Linked DNA regions of Mus musculus: all the other regions are linked to region 3. Evidence: chromatin contacts called from public ChIA-PET, HiChIP or PLAC-seq, Micro-C and promoter capture Hi-C data. All regions are on one chromosome and are shown on one strand. Each heading gives the region's core, a stretch centred on a gene start, on an enhancer-like site or on the middle of the called end of the contact. The rest is flanking DNA. Distances are from core to core; before and after follow the strand shown.

Region 1 (3,956 bases), core at 1,257-3,756, 490 kb after region 3:
TTATTTTTGGGACCATATTCTTGATCATATATTCTTTTTTTTTAAAGATTTATTTATTTATATGTAAGTACACTGTAGCTGTCTTCAGACACTCTAGAAGAGGGAGTCAGATCTTGTTACAAATGGTTGTGAGCCACCATGTGGTTGCTGAGATTTGAACTCCGGACCTTCGGAAGAGCAGTTGGGTGCTCTTACCCACTGAGCCATCTCAACAGCCCGATCATATATTCTTGAGGGTGTGTTCTGAAGAGCAAGTATGCCAAGCCAGGAAGTACACTTTGTTTTTATCCTAACTCCATTGGCTGAAGTCTGACCTCACAGTCTTCTGTGATTGGCTAGCTTTAAATGATTGCAGAAAAGGGAAATGCAGGACCAGGGAAGGAAGGGCTGACCTCTTCAATTCTGAGACTGCAAACAAATTTTATAAGGTCGGGGATGGGAGTGGTGAAAACATTGGCATAAAACTTTTCAAAGTCGGGAGAGATTGAAAAAATTCCCTGTGGGGCTGGTGAGATGGCTCAGTGGTTAAGAGCACCGACTGCGCTTCCAAAGGTCCTGAGTTCAAATCCCAGCAACCACATGGTGGCTCACAACCATCTGTAATGAGATCTGACACCCTCTTCTGGAGTGTCTGAAGACAGCTACAGTGTGCTTACATATAATAAATAAATAAATATATTTTTTAAATTCCCTGTAAACATAAGTTTTACATTGTTTGATAGGAAGGACTAATAGTTAATGCCTCTCAGACACTAGTATGGGTGGGATAGACATTTCATCTGAAACAATACATAATAGAGGTTAGATGGAGGTGTGAGAATCCGCATTCTAAACAGGCAGGGAAAGGTGAGGGCTGGAGGAAACCATCAGAATCAGGGAGGGTGGTGTCTTGCAGGTATGAGTAGCCAGAGAGACAGACGTCCAGGAAGCAGGGACAAATGCAGTTTAAAACGAGATAGAGAGAGAGAGAGGTATTTGAGTAGTGAGAAGTTTGGTTTCTTTGAAAAACACAGAAATAAGACTTGGCTTTTGTCTTAATCCCAGGTGTGGGATGTAGGGCTGCTTCAGACTGTCCACAGCGCTGACGTGGCCTCGAGCTCTACCAGGGGTGTGATTCTGCCAGCTGCAGATGGTTTCTGCGACTGTGTGACGTTTGGATCCTGGGGACTTTCCAAAGGGTCTATAAATGCTAGGGCCTCAAGGGGCAGGTTGTTGGTGGGTTGCTGCTGGTTAAGTAGTAAAGTGGGAAGAAACAATAAGAAACTAGCTATTCTGCTGGAGAAGATCAAGCTTGCTCCAAGGAACTCAATGCCCCTCATCAGCAGGAAACAGTCTAATGATAACGTCACCTGTTGCCCTATCCTTTCTTATCGCCTATCTAGTGTTAGGGGGTTGAGTGGGTGGAAGAAAAGAAGTATCTATAAAGTAACACTGGTTGCGCTTTAGGGCTGTTTAGGTCACTCGGCAAGTAATAGCACTGCCTCTAAGTCTGGTGATCTGCGTTCAGTCCCTGGCACCCACAGGGTGGAGGGGCACCCACTCCCACTAGCTGTCCTCTGACTCCCACATGTGCCATTATAGGGCATGCGCAGGCACCCACACACTCTGTATAAAATGCAGCAGGGTGGGGGGTTGTTTTTAAATCCATTTGAATGGAAGTCGTTCATGCTCAAATAAATACTCCCCGACTGTGGCCATGCAGACAACCCTAATTAAACTGTGGATGGAGTGGTGCACATCTTTGATCTCAGCCCTACAAGGCAGAGACAGGTAGATCTCTTAATTCAAGGCCAGCCTGCTCTACAGAGCCAGGTCCAGGACAGCCAGGGCTACACAGAGAATCCCTGTCTCTGAAAAACAAAACAAAACAAAACAGAGACAATCAGAGAAACAGAAAACAAAACCAAACCCTCATATAACATGCCGGGCAGTGGTGGCACATGCCTCTAATCCCAGCACTTGGGAGGCAGAAGCAGGGGTTTTCTGAGTTCAAGGCCAGTCTGGTCTACAGAGTGAGTTCCAGGACAGCCAGGGCTACACAGAGAGACCCTGCCTCAAAAAAAAAAAAAAACAAAAACAAAAACAAAGTATATAACATATATATATATATATATATACACACACACACACACACACATTATTTTATTTGTTATATGTTTTATTATATATAATATAGATATATAATATACGTATATTTTATATATATACATGTATACATATACATACACACATATATACACATACACACATGAGGAAGATGGGGTTCAGTAGGTATAAAATGGAGGATGAAAGAGGGCAACAGTAGAACGGGAGGAGGGCAATGGCCAAAATAATTATGTACAAATATGAAAAACCCAGGAAAGACAAGGCCTTCTGTACTCTGGATGTAGTCAGTCTTCGCTTCCCTTCCGCTATCTCCAAGGTCAGGGTCACCTCCGGCTCCCAGGCAACCTGTCACCTTGACGACCGAGCGAAGAAAAGCCGGAAGCCAGGGACGACGTATGTGATCCCGCGATATTTGGCGCGCCGGCTCCGGCCGGAAGCTTATGGTGGCGGCCGGCTCTCGCGAGACTTGCCATCAGTAGGAGCGCGGGGGCCGGCCGTGAAGAGTGCTGGAGTTGCCAGTGAGGAACATGTCGGAGTCCGAGCTGGGCAGAAAGTGGGACCGGTGCATGGCCGACACGGTCGTGAAGCTAGGTGAGCTCATCTGCCTCTGGTAGGCCCTGGGCTGGAGCCGAGCGGCCCGCGCGCGGACGGGAAGCCGCAGGGGTCAAGCCGCGGCCTGCTGCTGTCTGGACGGCGGGGCGCGCTGAGCTGCGGGGCGCTGACAGGTGACGACTGTCAAGCGGGGCGGCGAGGGCGACGAGGGCGACGAGGGCGGCGAGGACAACGGGCCGAAGGGCGCGGGAGTTTCCGAGGTGGCTGGAGGTGCAGGCCCGGGGAAGCAGCGGTGCTCCGGGAGTGGGAAGGCGTGCGGGACGCGCCGGGAAACTCTGTCACTCCATGCCCCATGTCCCCCGGGTTAGGCGAGCAGCCGGCCGGAGCGCAGACGGCTCCCCAGCCGGGAGCAAGCGGCCTTCGGAAGAAGGTCATAGAAGAAGGCGCTTAACCGCCTCCGTCGGGCCGCGCTGGCAATTGCGGTCGTGCCCGGCCTCATTGATCCGAACCCGCCTCGGGTCTGCAGTTGGAGCCGGGGGTTATTCTCCGGAAGAATGGCCGCAGTCAGATAGATCGCGGCCACCGCCGGCCCCCTCGGTAGTCCAGGTTGTCTCTTTGGACACGCGTCCTGTGACGACACACTTTGTGAGGTCACGGGGTCGGGGAAGGAGGCTCGGGGGGCGGGGGTGTCCCATATAATAGTGATGGTGATGCAGATGTTAGGCGCGCTGCTCGCCACGGTAGCTCGGAAATGACCTGTCTCGTCGTGAGTTGGAGCTCGGTGAAGGAGCTTGCCTGAAATCGCGTTGCTGATAATGTGGCATAGTTGAGAATCCCTCCCCCCCCAGGATTTCTTCCTTGGGGTTCTCAGGCTCTCTGCTGATCCTCGTCCACTCCATCTTTCTCTTGTTGATTGTCTGCAGCTATTGGTGTGTAGGCCAGAGATCGATGATGAGTGGCTTCCCTCCCTCAGTAGCTCTTTGCCCTATTTATTGAGACAGTGCCTCACTATGGAGACCTGGCTGGCCAGGAAAACTATGTCAGCCAAGTTAGCCCTGAACTCAGACACTCTCTGCTGGATTTAAAGGTGTGCACCACTACACAGGACTCTCACAGGAACTGGAGCGCATCAGTTTGCCTAAACTGGCTGCCCATTGAGTTTTGATCGGCCTTCTCCCCCTCCCCAGCATTTTTTCATGGGTGTTGAGGATTTGAGCTCAAGTCTTTTTTTTTTTTATGCCAGGGGCTTTATTATCCACTGAGCTGTCTCTCCAATTCCTCCGACTCTTTCTTCTATA
Region 2 (3,714 bases), core at 1,096-3,595, 270 kb after region 3:
AGAACCCAGAAATGGGAGTCGGGGCTGAGCCTACAATGGAGACCTTTTGCTTACCTTGTCCATGGACCAGCATGGCATCCACAGCTCCTTCTGCTGTGCCTTTGTCAACATGGCGCCACACTGAGAGATAAGAAAGTCAGACATTGCTTCGAGCCAGAGCCACTGTGACCAGGAAGGGGCTGAGGCCTTCATTTGCACAGCATTATCTAACAAACAATCCCAGCAGCAGGGATAATTCAAGGGTAGTCGGCTAAGGCTTCACTGCAAAACAGGATAGAATGTAGCTTCTGCAGTGCTATCTTTGTTTGTTTGTTTGTTTTTTGTTTTTTTCGAGACAGGCTTTCTCTGTGTAGCCCTGGCTGTCCTGGAACTCACTCTGTAGACCAGACTGGCCTCGAACTCAGAAATCCACCTGCCTCTGCCTCCCGAGTGCTGGGATTAAAGGCGTGTGCCACCACGCCCGGCTTGCAGTGCTATCTTAAAGGCCTTCAGGACAGAGGGAAGGAATTACAAAGGCAGTGCGACAAATTTACCCAGTGAAAGACAACAAGACTAGAGAACATAAAAAGAAGGCAAGCCACGGGTCGCTCAGATGCACCCAGTCAGCTTCCTTCCCAGAAGCCTCTGGTCTCCGCAGTTCACTCACAGATCTCTCCAGTCCGAGAATTTAACGCCGCAATCACATTCTTCTCTGTGGCCACAACCAACTTCTTGGATCCAGGGGAAAACTCCAAGGAGGCAAACTTGATCTTCCCAACATACTGCTGTCTCCTGAGGACCAGTGCAGGGGAACGTCAGGGCACGAAGACAAACTGCTGCCTCACACCAGCACATCTCCCTCAGCACACGCAAGAAGTGCGTGCTAATGAAGAGCTCCGAGCATACGCAAGAGTTCTGTGCAACGTACTCAGAAGCAAAAGAAGGCAGGAGAGAACTGCCACCATATACATGGGAGACAATACCAGTCTGCCAGCTAAATGTAACACCTACCTACTCAGGCAACACCCCAGAGTCCTCGGCCTAATTAATTTTTAGCGGCAACAGACTTCCAGGGGCACGGCTTGCACACTGTTGCAATGGGGAAATGCTGCTGTCTGAGGCACACTGATTGAGCCTGGCATTTAGATGACATCTCTCATTTAGACCACTGTGTTATTTAGCCTAGTTTGTTTTAAAGGAGCTTCTGGGGTTTGATTTTTTTTTTTTGGTTTTTCGAGACAGGGTTTCTCTGTGTGTAGCCCTGGCTGTCCTGGCACTCACTTTGTAGACCAAGCTGGCCTCGAACTCAGAAATCCACCTGCCTCTGCCTCCCGAGTGCTGGGATTAAAGGCGTGCGCCACCACGCCCGGCTTTGGGGTTTGGTTTTGTTTTAAGATTTATTTATTTATTTTATGTATGTGAGTACACTGTCACTGTCTTCAGACACACCAGAAAAGGGCATCAGATCCCATTACAGATGGCTGTGAGCCACCAAAGTCCAGATAGGCTAATGATTGTTGGGACCAGGACCCAAAATGAACACCTTTAAAAAAAATACATATGTATGTGTGTGTGTGTGTGTGTGTGTTAGTTGTCTGTCAATTTCCCCAGAAGCATACAACTGATAAGTAGCCAAATGCTTATTCAATCTGAAATAAGCACAGTCAGAAGGAAGGGGTGAGCGAACGAATGTCAGTTTGGAGAGGGAGAGGCCACACTGCACCCAGAGAGTCCCTCAGAGGAAAAGGCTCACTTTAGAACTTGTGAGACAAGTGGACTAAGTGACACCAGCTAGTTTCAGGCTTAAAGTTCACTGGGGCTAGTGACCTGGGACCCAGAAGATCACAAACCTGACAGCCACAAAATCGGACATGACAGGAAAGGAGGGAACTAGTGACCTCTGACCAAAACCCTTAAAGCCTGCCTTCACTGCGGAGCAATCTGCACCGTCACACACAGGGCGGCTTAAAGAGCTCCCTCCATGCTTAACATAAAGCTCTTGGGTTGACATCTTACGACTCTTCATATCTGAAGAGGAGACTCTCACATTGTCATTCTGCACAGGGTGCAGCATTCATTCATTCATTCACTTCTCCCTGAAAGCACCCTCCCGCACCCCCGTTAAGTTATAGTCTGGGTTCGGCTCCATAGCAAATCTCCTTCAGATTAGCAGGAGGGAGACAGATGCTGAGGAAGCAAACACCGACGTCCTGGAGAAGCGTCACCTGTACGCACCAGTCAAACTTGCCCACTTGGTCTTCGTAGACCGCGGCCGCAGGGACGAGCAGCACAGCAGCCCAGATCCAGAACCCAGACGCCACCGCGACCGCCATGATTGAAGCCCAAGCACCGCCTGCCGCCAGCCCGGCATGCACCGGGCCTCAAGCCCCTCCCTCCGCAGAGCCATAGAGAGGAACCGGTTCGCGAGGGACTTGGTGGAGTGCTCGGGACTCGGAAGCCGCCGGGACTGGAGGGACCCGGGACCTGGGCAGAGAAGTGGCCTTCAGGACACTGGGCGGAGCGCAGGCGGGGAAGAGAGGGCTCGCCACAGTTCAGGCACACGCGAGGGGCAGCCCCGAGCGCCGTCCCATAAGCCCCCGCGGCAGCCGGGTCCTAACCGGCCGCCCAGTCTTCCGCCGCACGTGCCTTTGCCGCGATGCCCAAATCCAAGCGAGACAAGAAAGGTAGGTTCGGGGGGCCTGCGTCAAGGGGGCGAGGGGGACGCGGGTGAGACGCCGGGGCCTCTCCGAGAGGCTCGGCCGGCCGAGATAGCGAGAGAGCTGGAAACTGGTCCGGGCCGACAGCAGTCGCATAGCCCAGGCTCTCCTCGAACTTGCCAACCAGGATAGTCTTACACAACTAACCTTGCTGCTTCTACCTCCCGATTGCTGGAATTACAGGCAGCATCACTAAACCAAGTACGCTCTTGTTAGGCAAACACTACCCACATAGCACTGGTCTACATCCCCTGGCATGTGCGAGCGACCGTGTGTGTTTGAGAGAGGATCTTGACGATGTAGCTCAGATTTGCTTAGGACGGTCTCATTATCTCAAGAAAATAGGGGTTTTACAGTTTCGACTACTGCATGTTTTGTTTGTCTATTTATTGCTGGGGCCTTGAACTCTTCCAACTGTCTGCCTTGGCCCCAAATACTAGGATTCCATACTGAGCCACTACATCAAGCTAGCGGGCTGGCGCTTTTGTGGGTGTTAGAAGACAAGACAGTTGAACAAAAAGGGTCCGGCTTCATCAGACTCACCACCTTAGTTAGGGGTGTGTGTCTGTCTGTCTGTCTCCTATACCCCTGTCAAGTCAGTATAATGTGTCAGGTAGTCCAAGTGGAGTATGGAGCAGGTGGGAGTGATAGTGTTTTGCATAATGTTGTCAGGAAAACTCTCAGCGGTTAGAGAAGGTCGTTTGGAATAGAGGGAACACAAAATGAAAGGGGTCTGTGGTGTGATTAACATATTGTGGGACAGCCAGTGTGGCCATAGTGAACAAAGTGGGCTTAGAGGAAAAGACCCAGCCTTTGGTGTGGCTTTGCTTTGAAAGGGTCCCTTGATAGCACAGAGAATATGAAGGCAGCAAGGCCAGCAACCACCTGCAGCATGCTAAGTCGCACCAGAATCCTAGCGGTGGAGAGTCCGGGAATGACTGGCTGGGTGTGACTGTGTGCCTTGTAAAGAGGGACTGTGAGTGGCAGGCAGGGTAGATGAATGGGCCATATCGGCTCC
Region 3 (3,795 bases), core at 540-3,039:
GCATGGGTCCACGCCTCTCTGGCCAGTTAAGTTGAAAACTCCCCCGAGTTCCACTCCCTGATCATGCACTGCCCCCACCCAGTGCATGATCCCCTTGACTGCAGTGCACCTTGTAGCACACTGACACCCGGAGAGGTACAAAGTAAACCTGAGAATCTATAGAAGGCTCTGCCTATCTGAGCCTTCCATCCCGGGGCTGCAGTGGGTGGTCTCGGAGCAGGAAGAAACTGAAGAGGTGCAGGCTCCATTCACCACACGCCCCACCTCCCACCCCACCCCCCAATCCCATGTCCTTTGCCTAATAGCGTCACACAACATGAGGAAGGGTTGAAACTCACCCAGGTCATCCCATGGGAGCAGGGAAAGGGTCACTGATTAACTCAAAGAGGTCACAACTCAGTGGAGGTGGACACGGTGGGTCACAGGCCACAGAGCAGGCAAACAGTAACCAAAGTAGGGGTGTGGGGGTGCTGTGTAAACTGTACAAGGAAGGCAGGCAGAAATGGGGAATAATACCCAAGTTCAAACAGGCCGTGAGCCATACTGGGGCAGGATATTGGAACACATCACTAAGGCAGCCAGGATTCTGGCTGAAAGCAAGCAGCTCTCTGCCCTAGGGCTTACCTGTCTCTTCATTACGTTTGTTTGTTTGTTTGTTTGTTTGTTTGTTTTTGAGACAGGGTTTCTCGTGTATCCCTGACCCTCCTCGAACCTGCTCTTGCAGAACAAGCTGGCCTTGCACTCAGTGACCTGCCTGCCTCTGCCTCCCGGTGATTTATTAAGGAACTTGTCTGAATGGATTTAGGCAAACCTCAAAATGAGCCCCATGCCACGCAGAGCCGCATCACACGTTATAAAAGTCATTATGGCACCCACCGTAAAACAAAAGCCCAATATTGAACAAAAAGGGAGTGGGGTGGAGAGGTCCCTGGGAGTGTCGGAAGGCTCCAGAATGGGAACACAGGGCCGGCCAAGGTCTGGGAGAATCAGCAAATTTGAAATATACAGCGTTAGGAGAAAGAGGGGTGTAGGAAGGGGGCGTGGGCACAAATCCGGACGCCACACCCTCCCTGGGGTTCCTTGGATAGGAAAACTGGCCATCTAGGACATTGGTTTGCAACCTGTAGGTCGCCACCCCGAGCGATCCTTTCACAGGGGTCGCATATCAGCTATTCTGCATATTAGATATTTACATGACGATTTATAACAGTAGCAAAATACGGTTATGAAGTGGCATAATTTTTCGGTTGGGGAGTCACCACACCAAGAGGAAAGGGTCACAGCATTTGTTAAGAACCACTGCTCTAGAGAGACCTGGTAAGGCGCCACAGGTTCTCCATGGGAGAGTGGCTCTGCAGGTCGCGACCCGGCGCGCACTTAGGGGAGCCATAGGGACCCTGGAGATAATGGCTGCAACCTGGAGGACCCACAGAGTGGGATCTGTCCACGGCTCTCAGGACTCAGGCAGCAGAGGGGTTCACTCACCCAGCGCCCCTCCAGGCATGGGACAGCAGGGATCGGCGGAGCGACGGCAGCGGCAGCATCGCGGAGACTCTTAACAGTCTTGCGCAGCTGTGGGAAGCTCAGAGTCAGCCCCACCGGGCTGGACTAGACAAGCCCGGAGCGCACTACCTCTGCGGGAGGCGCAGCATCGCCCGGTCCACCTCCTTCGGGGCCCCTCCTCGGGTACCCTTCCCCCTCTGTCAATAAACATCAGCTGTATTTAACATCAAAATTGCTACTGTGGACTGCGGGTCAAGAGAATGCAGCAGAAAAGCCCTGAAATGATACTCTCTTCTCCTCGTCTCCTCTCCTTATGGTATGACCCAAGGAGAGAGGGCGTGAGCCTCACTGACCAATCAGAGTCTCGCATGAAAGCCTCCAGGCCAATCAGCAGGACAGGCAAGCTGCAGCCTTCTTAGGCAGGGCTGGAGAGTTGCAGGAGCCAATGACAGATCCTGCACAGAGCGCGTGCTCAGTAGTAGAAGTGGCCGGGGGGGGGGGGGGGGGGGGACCCGGTCGACGCGACAGGTGCTACTTGGGTCCCCAACACTTGGTGGCTGGAAGGCTGGACATCTGCAGGCTACAACTCTGCCCGGGCCCGCCGAGCCACACCAAGGCCAGCTCCCTGCCACCTCCCCGGGGGCTGCCACCGTGCATGGAGCCTGATCTGCCCTCCATCTCCCAGCCTGGCTCAGGGCCAAGCCTGGGCTTGCTTCCTTCCAGATTGGAATCAGAATGAGATAAAACCCTAGCGGGCCTGAACTTAACGTTCTTCGTTTTAATTTTCTTTATTTCTTCCTTTTCTTAAAAGCCTCTAGCCACAAAAACCAGTTGTTCCTGCCTCTGTCCCTCTGTCCCTCTGCCCCGTGGTTAAAATTTTCAGTTTTCTTCATGAGACGTTGTTTGATGAATACTCGAACGTATTAAAACAGCTTCCGAAACCTGCTCTTAGAATGATGCCTTAGGGAACCACTGTATTCCTAAGATACTGGTATGGGTTTTCTTACTTTATTCTCTTTGGGTTTTGTTTTTGTTTAATTTTTTTAATTTTTTTTTTTTGGCTTGGTTTTACTTTTTCAGACAGGGTTTCTCTGTGTAGCCTTGGCTATCCTGGAACTGGCTCTATAGACCAGGCCCTGAATTTACAGAGATCCACCCGCAGGTCTGCCTCCAGAGTGCTGGGATTAAAGGCCTGCACCACCACAGTCCTGCTTCAACGTGTTTCTCTGTCTTTGACAATGTAACCAGGGCATTTACTTTGGGGTCCCTCTGGTTCTAATTTGATACCACACTGGGCAGATTCGCCTCAAAACACCATGACCAAAAAGCAAGTGGGGAGTTAAAGGTTTACGTGTGCAAATTTTCAGCTCATCACTGAGGCAGGAACCTGGAGGCAGGAGCTGATGCAGAAGCCGTGGAGGGACGCTGCTTACTGGCTTGCTCAGCCTTACAGGTGGACCGCCAGTCCAGGGGTTGGACTACCTAGAATAGGCTGGGCCCTCCCACATCAATCACAAATTAAGAATTTTTTTTGCCCAAGTAGCTGTGCAGTGGTAGTGCATACCTTTACATCTAGCACTTAGGAGGTAGATGCAGACAGATCTCTGAGTTTGAGGCTAGCCTGGTCTACAGAGTGAGTTCCAGTCTATACAGAGAAACCTTGTCTCAAATAACTAAAATGATAATAATACTAATACTAACAATAATGTAATAATTAATTAACTAATTAATAAAACAGAAAAAGAAAGAAAAGGAAATGCCCTACAGGCTTGCCCACAGGCTGATCTTTTGGAGACATTTTCTTTTTTTTTCCTTTTTCTTTTTTTTAGAAAAGATTTACTTATTTATTATATGTAAGTATAATACTTGTTTCTCTTCAGATACACCAGAAGAGGGCATCAGAAACCATTATAGATGGTTGTGAGCCACCATGTGGTTGCTGAGATTTGAACTCAGGACCTCTGGAAGAGCAGACCGTGCTCTTAACTGCTGAGCCATCTCTCCAGCCTTGGAGGCATATTCTTAAAATTTTTTGTCCCCTTCTTTCAGATGCCACCAGCTTCTGTCAAGCTGACATAAAAACTATCCCATGCAGGCTCTGTGGACCTCGGTTTCCTCTTCTGTTAAATAGGATGATGTTATGCACCTTGAACACCCGTCACCCTGGTCTTCCCCCTTTCCTGCCAACTACTCCATTTAAGGCACTCTAGGAGATGGGACTAGGAAAGAGCTACATCATGTGACCAAGCAGCAGTTTCTCTCCATCCTTGGAAATGGCAGCTCACAGTGGAG
Region 4 (4,032 bases), core at 546-3,045, 310 kb after region 3:
ACACGGGGGCCTGAATGTGTTCCTTGAAAGCCATCAATCTTAACACAAATCCCTTTCAGACCCTCAGAAGCCTGTAATGCAAGCGTACTGTAGCTGCTCCTCAGTGCTCTGCACTGTTTCTTCCCAGATATGGAACCAACTACCTGGACTGATGGACGACGGCGGAAGGATGGATGGATTCTGGCAAGAACAAGGGGAGCCCTCTGATCCCACAGGATAAAGGCTAGAAGACCACAGCATCTCCTTACTACAACACCCGCCCCAGCCCCAAGGCATTCTTTCTGTAACCTTTTGCCTGAGGACTTTGGCCCATTGAGTCTTCAGAAGCAGAAATGGGCTAAAGAAGGGGGGGTTGGGGGAGAAAACTGAAATGTTCATTATCAGTAATGTATGTCATCCAGGTGAACTCTACAGCATTCGGCTTGAGAGATCCACTCACTTAAGTGAGCTTTACCCCATGTGAGTCTATGGAGCCCACTGTACAGGAACCGGGAGGAAGAACCTCAGAACAGGTAAAAGTGAGGCCTCTTTACGTATCAGGCACCCTCCTGAGACTCCAATAGCTTCAAGCAAATGAAGGGCGGTTCCCCTCCCCTTCCAACGCGGGACACGCGTCACTGATCACACACGTACTTTGCAACTCTCAAACTCCATATTCCAATAGCTAGGATTGCAGTCTCCGGTGCACCCTACTTACACTGTAGGGCCCATCCCCAGTTCTCTATGGGCTCTGCCTACTGCTCTTCCCGACAAGCTACTCTTTCCTGCACTCCTCAGCAATCGCGGCTACAGTCTTCCTCGTTGGACCTTTAACTCTCCGTGGAGAAATCACTTCTCCCACGGTAGCCTACAGAGCTACAGAGTTTGCCATTGTAAGACCTGGCACAGAGAATGGGCACAAAGGCCGAAATGCCCTCTCCCGACGCCACCTTTCCGCCCCTGCCCCCAGCTGGGCCCTAGGCATTGTTGCCACAGGTCTCCTTGAGATCCACAGGTGCTGTCGACTGCACGGGACAAAGTCTAGTCCGGACAAAAGACCGGAATGATAAGCATTCTCCAGGAGCGCAGAGGTGGTGAGGGCAAGAGGGGTAGGCACGAACAAAAAGCCTGGTGGGGATGGGGGGCGTGTCGGGGGTGGGGGGGCGGCTATGGACAACGGTTGGCCGGGAGGCAGGGATTGCGGTAGGAAGCAAAGCGCCCAGAGTAGGCTAAACATTAGCGTAGGAAGCTTCCTCGCACCCGCCTCGGTAGCTGCAACTAGAAGTTTCTAAGGAGAGGCGGGACAAAGTTCAGTTCACTAGTTCAGGACTCCAGTTGCCTTGGGAGCTTGGGGTAGACCCAGCTGTGGATCCGGAGCTTCCGAAGCTCCTGGATGCAGATCCTGGCTGGTGCACGCCGGTTGCGGGCACCGGCTCAGCTCTACTCGGTGCGGGGGGCGGGGGAGGCCGGGTGCAGCGGTTACCTGTGCAGTCGCCGCTGCCCAGCCCGAGCCCCAGGCCGCCCAGGATGTTCTCGGACTGGCCGTCGCAGTACATGAAGGCCGTGTCCAGCTCGCTGTGGCCGCGCTCCAGGAAGGCGCGGACCGAAGCGGCGCTAGCACTCGCATCCATGCGACGCCCCATCTCCATGGTGCCCAGCACCGTAGCGGGCCGGAGAGGGGCGCCAGAGGCGGCGCGGGGTGGCGGAGGCCGGGACATGGCGAGAGGACGCCCGACCGAAGTCCCGGAGCGCTGCGCGGAGCGAACAGCAGCGCGGCCCACGGCTCTGGACGCTGCACGCAGCATGGAGACTGCGCCTGCGCACTCGAAGCTTCAGGCTCCGCCCACGGCGGGGGGCGGGACTTCGCGGAGGTCAGCTGATCCCGGCGGGCTCGGATCCTGAAGCTGACACCGGCTGTGGATCTTGAACTGGTGAGGATGAAGGGGGCTGGCGGCTGTCCCGGGCTGGGGGGTCGGGACTCCAGACGCGCCCAGCTAAGTCTTTTCTACACCCTCCTCCAGCTCTGCACGGTCCCCGGCGCTGGTCCCCTCCTGGGGAGCGGGATCGTGGGTCTCTGCCCAACCTGGCCAGGGATCCGGGACGGCCCCACTTCTTACCTGCAGGTCCTTGCCTTCCGGCCTCTCGGCTTCCCTGGACTGGGCGGCCTTGTTTTCCCTGCTCTGGGTGGGGGCCTCGCGGCGCTTGCCCCAGCCGCTGCCCTATCATTATCCCTCCGAACCCGCAGAGTCACCGGAAGGAGTTAGAGCCTTGGTTTGGAGGCCAGGAATGGGTAGGATCCCGGAGCCATTGCGCTCCCCTGACACATTCTCCGTAGCTCTGCAGGTAGGGAACCCAGAATGTCCCATTCCTCGCCAAGCTCACCGCAGGATTCCACAGAGGGCTGGTTAGAAATGTGAGGTAAAGGCAGGCGGATATCTGAGTTCGAGGCTACCCTGGTCTACAGAGCTAATTTCAAGGCAGCCAGGGGCTACACAGAGAAACCCTGTCTCAAACTGCTCCCGTTCCCACCTGCCCAAAAAAGAAAGAAAGAAGTGTGTAGTTTCAGGTTCACTTCGTGTGTACTCCATGCTACAATGTGGTCCAGGGGGCTACAGCAAGAACAGAATATTACTGTTGACTGTGCCAGATAGGCTTTGGTGGGAAGCACCTTCCTGGCTTTGCTTGGAATTGGGGAAGAGCTGGATGTGGCAGGAGATACTGTCTCCTGGCCAGCCTTTACGGACATGAGCCGCGAAAGCCAATCCCCTAGTGGGGAATGTATGTAGCTCAGTGGTAGAGCACTTGACTAGCGTGGGATATGGAGGTTTGGCCTGGGTTTTATTGTAGTCTGCATGCAGTTTAGGAGGTAAGTAAGTGCCTTTTAGGATTTCCTTCATTGTATACATCAGAATGCTGAAACTCCAACACTTGCCCAGAGCGACATCTCAGCCCTGGGCCCGCTCAATTTACAAGTTTCCTTGCATACGCTTCCCGCTCCCGCCTCCCCTCTTTTTTCTTGTTCTGTTTCTTTCCTCCTTTTTTTTTTTTCTCTTCATCATGCTTCCTTCCCTCTCCCTCTCCCTCTCCTTTACATTTTCCGAGCCTTTTGTTGTACAGCTGGTGCATCCAGACCCACGAGACTGGGAAGGATACAGACAGGGGAGAGGGGAGAGAGACTTGCTTGAAGAACACTGGTTAACAGGGACAGTGTTGCCTCTTCTCCAGGATTGTGTTCCAGGGGACTGGAGGCGGTGGCGGCAATGTCCCTTGGATAGGCAAGTTAGAAATGGGTCAGGGTATCTCTACTAGGCATTTGTGATAGAGAAGGATTCCCTAGAGGAAGAGAGAGGCTGTGCAGGTGCCTGGGACTCTGAGGACCTGGGGCAGGAGATGAGGTTAGGAGGGTCATTCTTGGGGTCCTTAGGACCTTGCCTCTGTGATTTTGAACTTGATCCAGTATCAGAATGGAACCTGCATCTGCTTTGGTGGGGAGCACCTGCCTGGCTTTCCTTGGAGTTGGAGGGGAAATGGGCGTTGTAGGAGATTGTCTCCCCGACCAGCCTTTAAGGACATGCACCATGAGAGTCAGAATCCTTCATACTAGTGGGGGATACAACTCAGCATTAGACCATTTAACTAGCATCTATGAGGTCCTAGACCCAAGCTTTGGTATCAGGAGTCTTTGCAGAGACTGGGAGAGCTGCATGAACCCAGGGTCCCCGTTCATCTGGTTCCACTGGTGTGGAGAGGCTCCACAGTGGTCAAGATACTGGGGTCTCATCTTTAAGCCATCACTCTCACTGGGTCAGATGGGAGGCTCATAGCTTTATGTTTGGCTCAGAAGGATGTTAATTAGCCCCAGTTCATAGACAGGGTCAGCCAGGCTGACTCGCTTGCCTGAAGCCACTCAACCCTACCTGTAAAATGGGAACAGTGTTTCCCTACCCAGCCTGGGTATTAGATGTTATGAGGAATGACAGTGTATGCATGTGTGATGAATTGGACCACTCCAGATCTACCAGAAGAGGTGTTGGGAGGCCAATAGGATGTGTG
Region 5 (3,978 bases), core at 1,417-3,916, 290 kb after region 3:
CTGCTGTCTGAAGACAGCCACGGCGTACTTATATATAAAAATAAATAAATATTTAAAAAATAAGTAAATGAATACATACATACATACATACATACATACTGTGGTGTTTGCCTTTTGCTTGAACTTGGAAACTATTACCCCAGTACTAATCAAAGGTGTCTTCCATCGGATTCATGAAGACAAAGCAAAGCTTTGGGAAGTTCATTTTATACATCCTTAGGCATGGCTCAGCGGTTCTCAGTGCCTGCTGCAGGATCATAAAGATGAACACTCACATCCTAACATCGTATAACCGGCTGGGTGTCTGATGTATGCCTGTAAGCCCAGCTCTGAAGGGTACACAAACAGGATCACAGTGGGGCTTGCGGGCTGTCAGCATCCCTGAAAAGCATGATGCACAGATTCAGGGAGAGACTCTGTCTCAAAGAAATAGTTAGGGAGAAATCAAGGAGGGCACAGATAACCTCTGCTGGCCTCTGCACCTGTGCGCACACGTTTACCTATGCACACACATTTGCCTGTGCACACCCGTGTGCGTGCACACACACAGACACGATATTTTAATAAATACTTTAACTTTAGTTTTGAACACACCTATTTGGTTCTGCAATGAATACACACACGGTTGTGTGGGCACAGCAGAGGCGTCCCTGCCACTAGTAGCTATGGCCTTGACTAAATTACTCAGTTTTTCACACCCTTACCAACTGTAAATAGGAGTAAAAGTGACAGGTTACAGAGAAGTCCCTAGAATTGTTCAGGCTGAGCTGACAATGGACAGCATAAGTAGTTAGTGGACAATGACACAGGGGATAACTGAACAGCAAGACACAGGAGGTACACTGGCTTTAATATCCATGAGCAGAAGGCCCTGTGTGGAGCCACACCTGCCACCCCAGGTACCAGAGCATTGGGTCTGGGGCAGAGGACACAGGAAAAGAGAAAAGGCCACAGACCACAAGCAAAGCGGCCCTGAGGGAACCCCACGTGGAGAAGTCTTGACTTTAGACTGGGGGCTGTAGTCCAGAGCTCTATGGTCACCATAAGGTGTTTTGAAAGACGACGCTGAGTGCACTATGGATGATGGGCAGTTCTGATCACAGGGGGAGGAAGGTGCCAAAGGAACTGGGGACAGAGACAGGAAGGCTTCGCTAAGGGCCTGTGAAGAGGAAAGTCGGGGCCAACTACAGACTCTGTTCGTGAAAACGAGCTAGGGCTGGGCTGTCAGTGTGAGTCCCTACTCCTCTCTCTCCCCCTGCTGAGAAGCCCAGGTGAATGGTTGAATGATAGATGGATGGATGCATGGATGAATGGACAGATGGATCAGTGGGTGGGTGGATGGATGGATGGATAGATGGATGGATAAACGAATGGACAGATGGATGAGAGGAACTTCCTACACTTAGAAAGTCTTGCTAGCAGTCCAAAGGCTGTCAGGGGATCACTAGGAACCTAGAAGGGAGTAGGTTTAAAGAACTATTAATGTGGACGTTTTCCTTCTTTAAGAACATTACATTATGGAGCTGGAGGTATGGTTTAGTGGTTACAAGCACTAGCTGCTCTTCTAGAGGACCTGGGTTCGATCCCAGTACCCACATGGTAGCTCCCAGCCATCTGGCACTCCAGACTTAAGAGGATCTGACACCCTTTTCTGGGTTCCTCAGGTACCGGGCATGCTTGCTGCCAAACATGACCCACTCACTAGGTCAGAGCCCACAAGGTGAAAGGACTCACCTGGTTCCTGCAAGTTGTTTTATTAATCCCAAAGATGGAAGAGAAGGACCAAAGTCATCAGGGCCAAGTGTATTAAAGCAACTAATTAGTAAAGCAAGCTTTTTATTCCTGTACAAGGCTGCCTCTCCCTAAGGTGGAGTTTGAGAGGTCAGTAGGAAAGTTTTAACCAAACGGTGCTTAAATATGCCTAAAACAAACAACTCCAAGTATGACTGGCAACATTTAAAGCAACAATGTCTGTTACTGCTGTGTTGAACCAAATTCCCTTCTTGTCTCTCAAGCACCGTTACTAGGCCAGTCGTGGCAGATGAAGAGACTCCCATAGGCTACATCATCCCACTTCCAATGCCAGTTGTGGGGATACTCCTTGGTGAAGCTGAAACCACTGCTAAACCAACAGGCACCCAGAACTTGGGAGAAAAATCCAAGACCCTGAGCCCGGCTGCAATAAGAAGGCAGATCGACTGCTTGGTCCAAAGTCTTTCTGGGGTTCTGCTGACTGCAAAACAGGAAACCCATCAGATGAGGGTTCAGAGGCACGCACCTGCTAGGCACTAGTTCGGGAGAGTCTACACAGTTCGAGATTCCCAGTGTTCTCAATGCCCTAGACATAGGCTGGCCACATGGAATTTGGCGGAGCCAGGGTTGGTCTATTGTGAGAGGGTCCTGGGCCACTTTTCTGGAAGGGTGGAAACCGCAGAGTTGTGTAAAGTCAGCCTGAGGAGCTTGTGGTTCTCGGAGCTCTTGGGAGGACAAGGTGCGATCACAGCCCCAGGAGCCGGAAGAAGCTGTACCGGGGAAGAATCAACTCTGCTCATTGCGGGTGGGTGATAGGCAAGACCGTTACCTTTGGAGCTGCTGCAGCCCAGCTCAAACCCCAGGACACCTTGGATCGTCTCTGCATAAAATAGCCTTCCGTGACCACTCCCACAGGAGGCGGGGCTAGCGGAGAAAGGGCAGGAAAGTGTGGGCCTGTGCACAAAACTTCTGTAGAGCTGAGAACTCTACAACAGTGCCACCTGGAGGTCAGTGGCAGGTCTCATGAGCTAGGTCGGAAGTTGCAGACACCTCTAGCTTCCTGCCTCTCTCTGGCCCATTCATGAGCTGCCCTGGGCTCTCTGTACCCTCCTAGAAGGAGTTTAGCAGGTGGGTGAATCCTGGAGAGCTGTCTCTGTTTTTTTGTTTTGTTTTTTTGTTTTTTGTTTTTTTTTTGAGACAGGGTTTCTCTGTGTAGCTCTGGCTGTCCTGGAACTCACTCTGTAGACCAGGCTGGCCTCGAACTCAGAAATCCGCCTGCCTCTGCCTCCCGAGTGCTGGGATTAAAGGCATGCGCCACCATGCCCAGCTTGTTTTTTGTTTTGTTTTTGTTTTTGTTTTTTTGGCGGGGGAGCTGTCAATGAATTGAGGTTTGCTGGGAGCTCTAGTAAGGGTCCCTGTGGAAGGACAGCAAAGAAGGTCTGTCAGCCCTGATTTACTAATCCAGGAGAAGTTTCCCTCAAACTCTCAGGCAGTTTAGACTGTTCAGAGAATCGAGGGTGGAGCGAATCTCAAGTAGCAAATGTTCACTCCAGGCATCTTTGAGAACATTTATGCAGTAGGGACTTAGAATTTACACCAAATGAAGACTGTAACAAATTGGGACGTGGGGATAAATGGACAAGATTTTCTCACCATAACCCTTTAAAAAGACAGTTGAAGTCAGGGCGGCCGTTCTTGCTTGTAATCCCTGCACTCTGGAGGCTGAGGCAGGAAGTTTGCCAGCAGTCAAAAGTCAGCGGGATTATATAGCAAGCAGTAGACCAGCACCGACCAAATAGCACATGGTGTGGTGGTCTACCCCTGTGATTCCGGCACTCCAGAAACAGGGGCAGGAGAATCAACGCAAGTTCAAGGCTGTCCTGGACAACATAGGAACAACAGGTCTGCCAAGCCCATAGAACAAGACTGTTTCAAATGTCAAAATAGGGTTTGGATTATAGCTTAGCTGATTGGATGCTTGCCTAGTCCTGGGTTAAGGACCCAGTGAGTAAGGTAACACCCTCTTTTCCTGATTCCATTTTGTGTTTGCTTAGACCAGTGGTCCTCACCCTTCCTAATGTTGTGGTGACCCCAACCCTCAATTTATTTTTGTTGCTACTCCATAACTGTAATTTTGCTACTGAATATAATGCAAATATCTGATATGCAGGATATCTATATGTGACCTCTGTGAAAGGTCCTTTAACATCCCCAAAGGGGTGGTGA

The links. Hi-C and Micro-C count contacts between places; a contact is called where the count stands out from the background. ChIA-PET counts read pairs in DNA pulled down with a chosen protein or histone mark. HiChIP or PLAC-seq counts read pairs in DNA pulled down with a chosen protein or histone mark. Capture Hi-C pulls out chosen DNA fragments and counts their contacts.
Region 1: an RNA polymerase II ChIA-PET map of memory CD8 T cells shows a contact between it and region 3, with 15 read pairs. The contact joins the promoter of Micos10 here to the promoter of Aldh4a1 in region 3. A contact is called at or near these places in 2 of 39 promoter capture datasets (cranial neural crest and pre-B cells), 3 of 484 Hi-C or Micro-C datasets (B cells, embryonic stem cells and liver) and 3 of 115 datasets of contacts at active chromatin or transcription factors (memory CD8 T cells, neural tube and pancreatic cancer cells).
Region 2: a contact with region 3 is called in a promoter capture Hi-C map of liver. The contact joins the promoter of Emc1 here to the promoter of Aldh4a1 in region 3. A contact is called at or near these places in 8 of 39 promoter capture datasets (the HPC-7 cell line, embryonic stem cells, hippocampal neurons and 4 more), 9 of 484 Hi-C or Micro-C datasets (B cells, CD8 T cells, the G1E-ER4 cell line and 3 more), 15 of 115 datasets of contacts at active chromatin or transcription factors (the HPC-7 cell line, the SCID.adh cell line, bone marrow-derived macrophages and 5 more) and 2 of 9 other capture datasets (embryonic stem cells and liver).
Region 4: a contact with region 3 is called in an H3K4me3 HiChIP or PLAC-seq map of embryonic stem cells, with 8 times the contacts expected there. The contact joins the promoter of Akr7a5 here to the promoter of Aldh4a1 in region 3. A contact is called at or near these places in 6 of 39 promoter capture datasets (the HPC-7 cell line, embryonic stem cells, liver and 3 more), 9 of 484 Hi-C or Micro-C datasets (the C2C12 cell line, the N1E-115 cell line, bone marrow and 3 more), 9 of 115 datasets of contacts at active chromatin or transcription factors (T-cell acute lymphoblastic leukemia, bone marrow-derived macrophages, embryonic stem cells and 2 more) and 2 of 9 other capture datasets (adipose tissue and embryonic stem cells).
Region 5: a Micro-C map of the G1E-ER4 cell line shows a contact between it and region 3, with 6 times the contacts expected there. The contact joins the enhancer-like site here to the promoter of Aldh4a1 in region 3. A contact is called at or near these places in 5 of 39 promoter capture datasets (liver, neural stem cells, pre-B cells and 1 more), 4 of 484 Hi-C or Micro-C datasets (the G1E-ER4 cell line, bone marrow and erythroblasts), 9 of 115 datasets of contacts at active chromatin or transcription factors (bone marrow-derived macrophages, embryonic hindbrain, embryonic stem cells and 2 more) and 1 of 9 other capture datasets (embryonic stem cells).

The regions. Positions count from the first base shown.
Region 1 is chr4:139,129,663-139,133,618 of GRCm38.p6, reverse strand. Micos10 (mitochondrial contact site and cristae organizing system subunit 10) reads left to right here and starts at 2,506. Exons shown (of 4, transcript NM_001163006.2): 1 at 2,506-2,697. The coding sequence starts at 2,634.
Region 2 is chr4:139,351,218-139,354,931 of GRCm38.p6, reverse strand. It overlaps Emc1 (ER membrane protein complex subunit 1), which reads right to left and starts at 2,345. Exons shown (of 24, transcript NM_146157.4): 1 at 2,215-2,345; 2 at 647-771; 3 at 55-120. The coding sequence starts at 2,312. Mrto4 (mRNA turnover 4, ribosome maturation factor) reads left to right here and starts at 2,356. Exons shown (of 8, transcript NM_001290810.1): 1 at 2,356-2,663. The coding sequence starts at 2,636.
Region 3 is chr4:139,620,888-139,624,682 of GRCm38.p6, reverse strand. It overlaps Aldh4a1 (aldehyde dehydrogenase 4 family, member A1), which reads right to left and starts at 1,789. Exons shown (of 15, transcript NM_175438.4): 1 at 1,486-1,789. The coding sequence starts at 1,544.
Region 4 is chr4:139,308,507-139,312,538 of GRCm38.p6, reverse strand. Akr7a5 (aldo-keto reductase family 7, member A5 (aflatoxin aldehyde reductase)) reads right to left here and starts at 1,795. Exons shown (of 7, transcript NM_025337.3): 1 at 1,463-1,795. The coding sequence starts at 1,784. Slc66a1 (solute carrier family 66 member 1) reads left to right here and starts at 1,831. Exons shown (of 9, transcript NM_145384.3): 1 at 1,831-1,910.
Region 5 is chr4:139,329,514-139,333,491 of GRCm38.p6, reverse strand. No RefSeq gene overlaps it. Among named protein-coding and RNA genes, the nearest start is that of Akr7a5, 21 kb to the right of the region's middle. Within about 2 kb of position 2,666, at least 63 of the 459 cell types and tissues checked have an H3K27ac peak or open chromatin away from gene starts, as enhancers often do. A contact at or near this core is called in the G1E-ER4 cell line, bone marrow-derived macrophages, liver and 1 more, where this site is marked.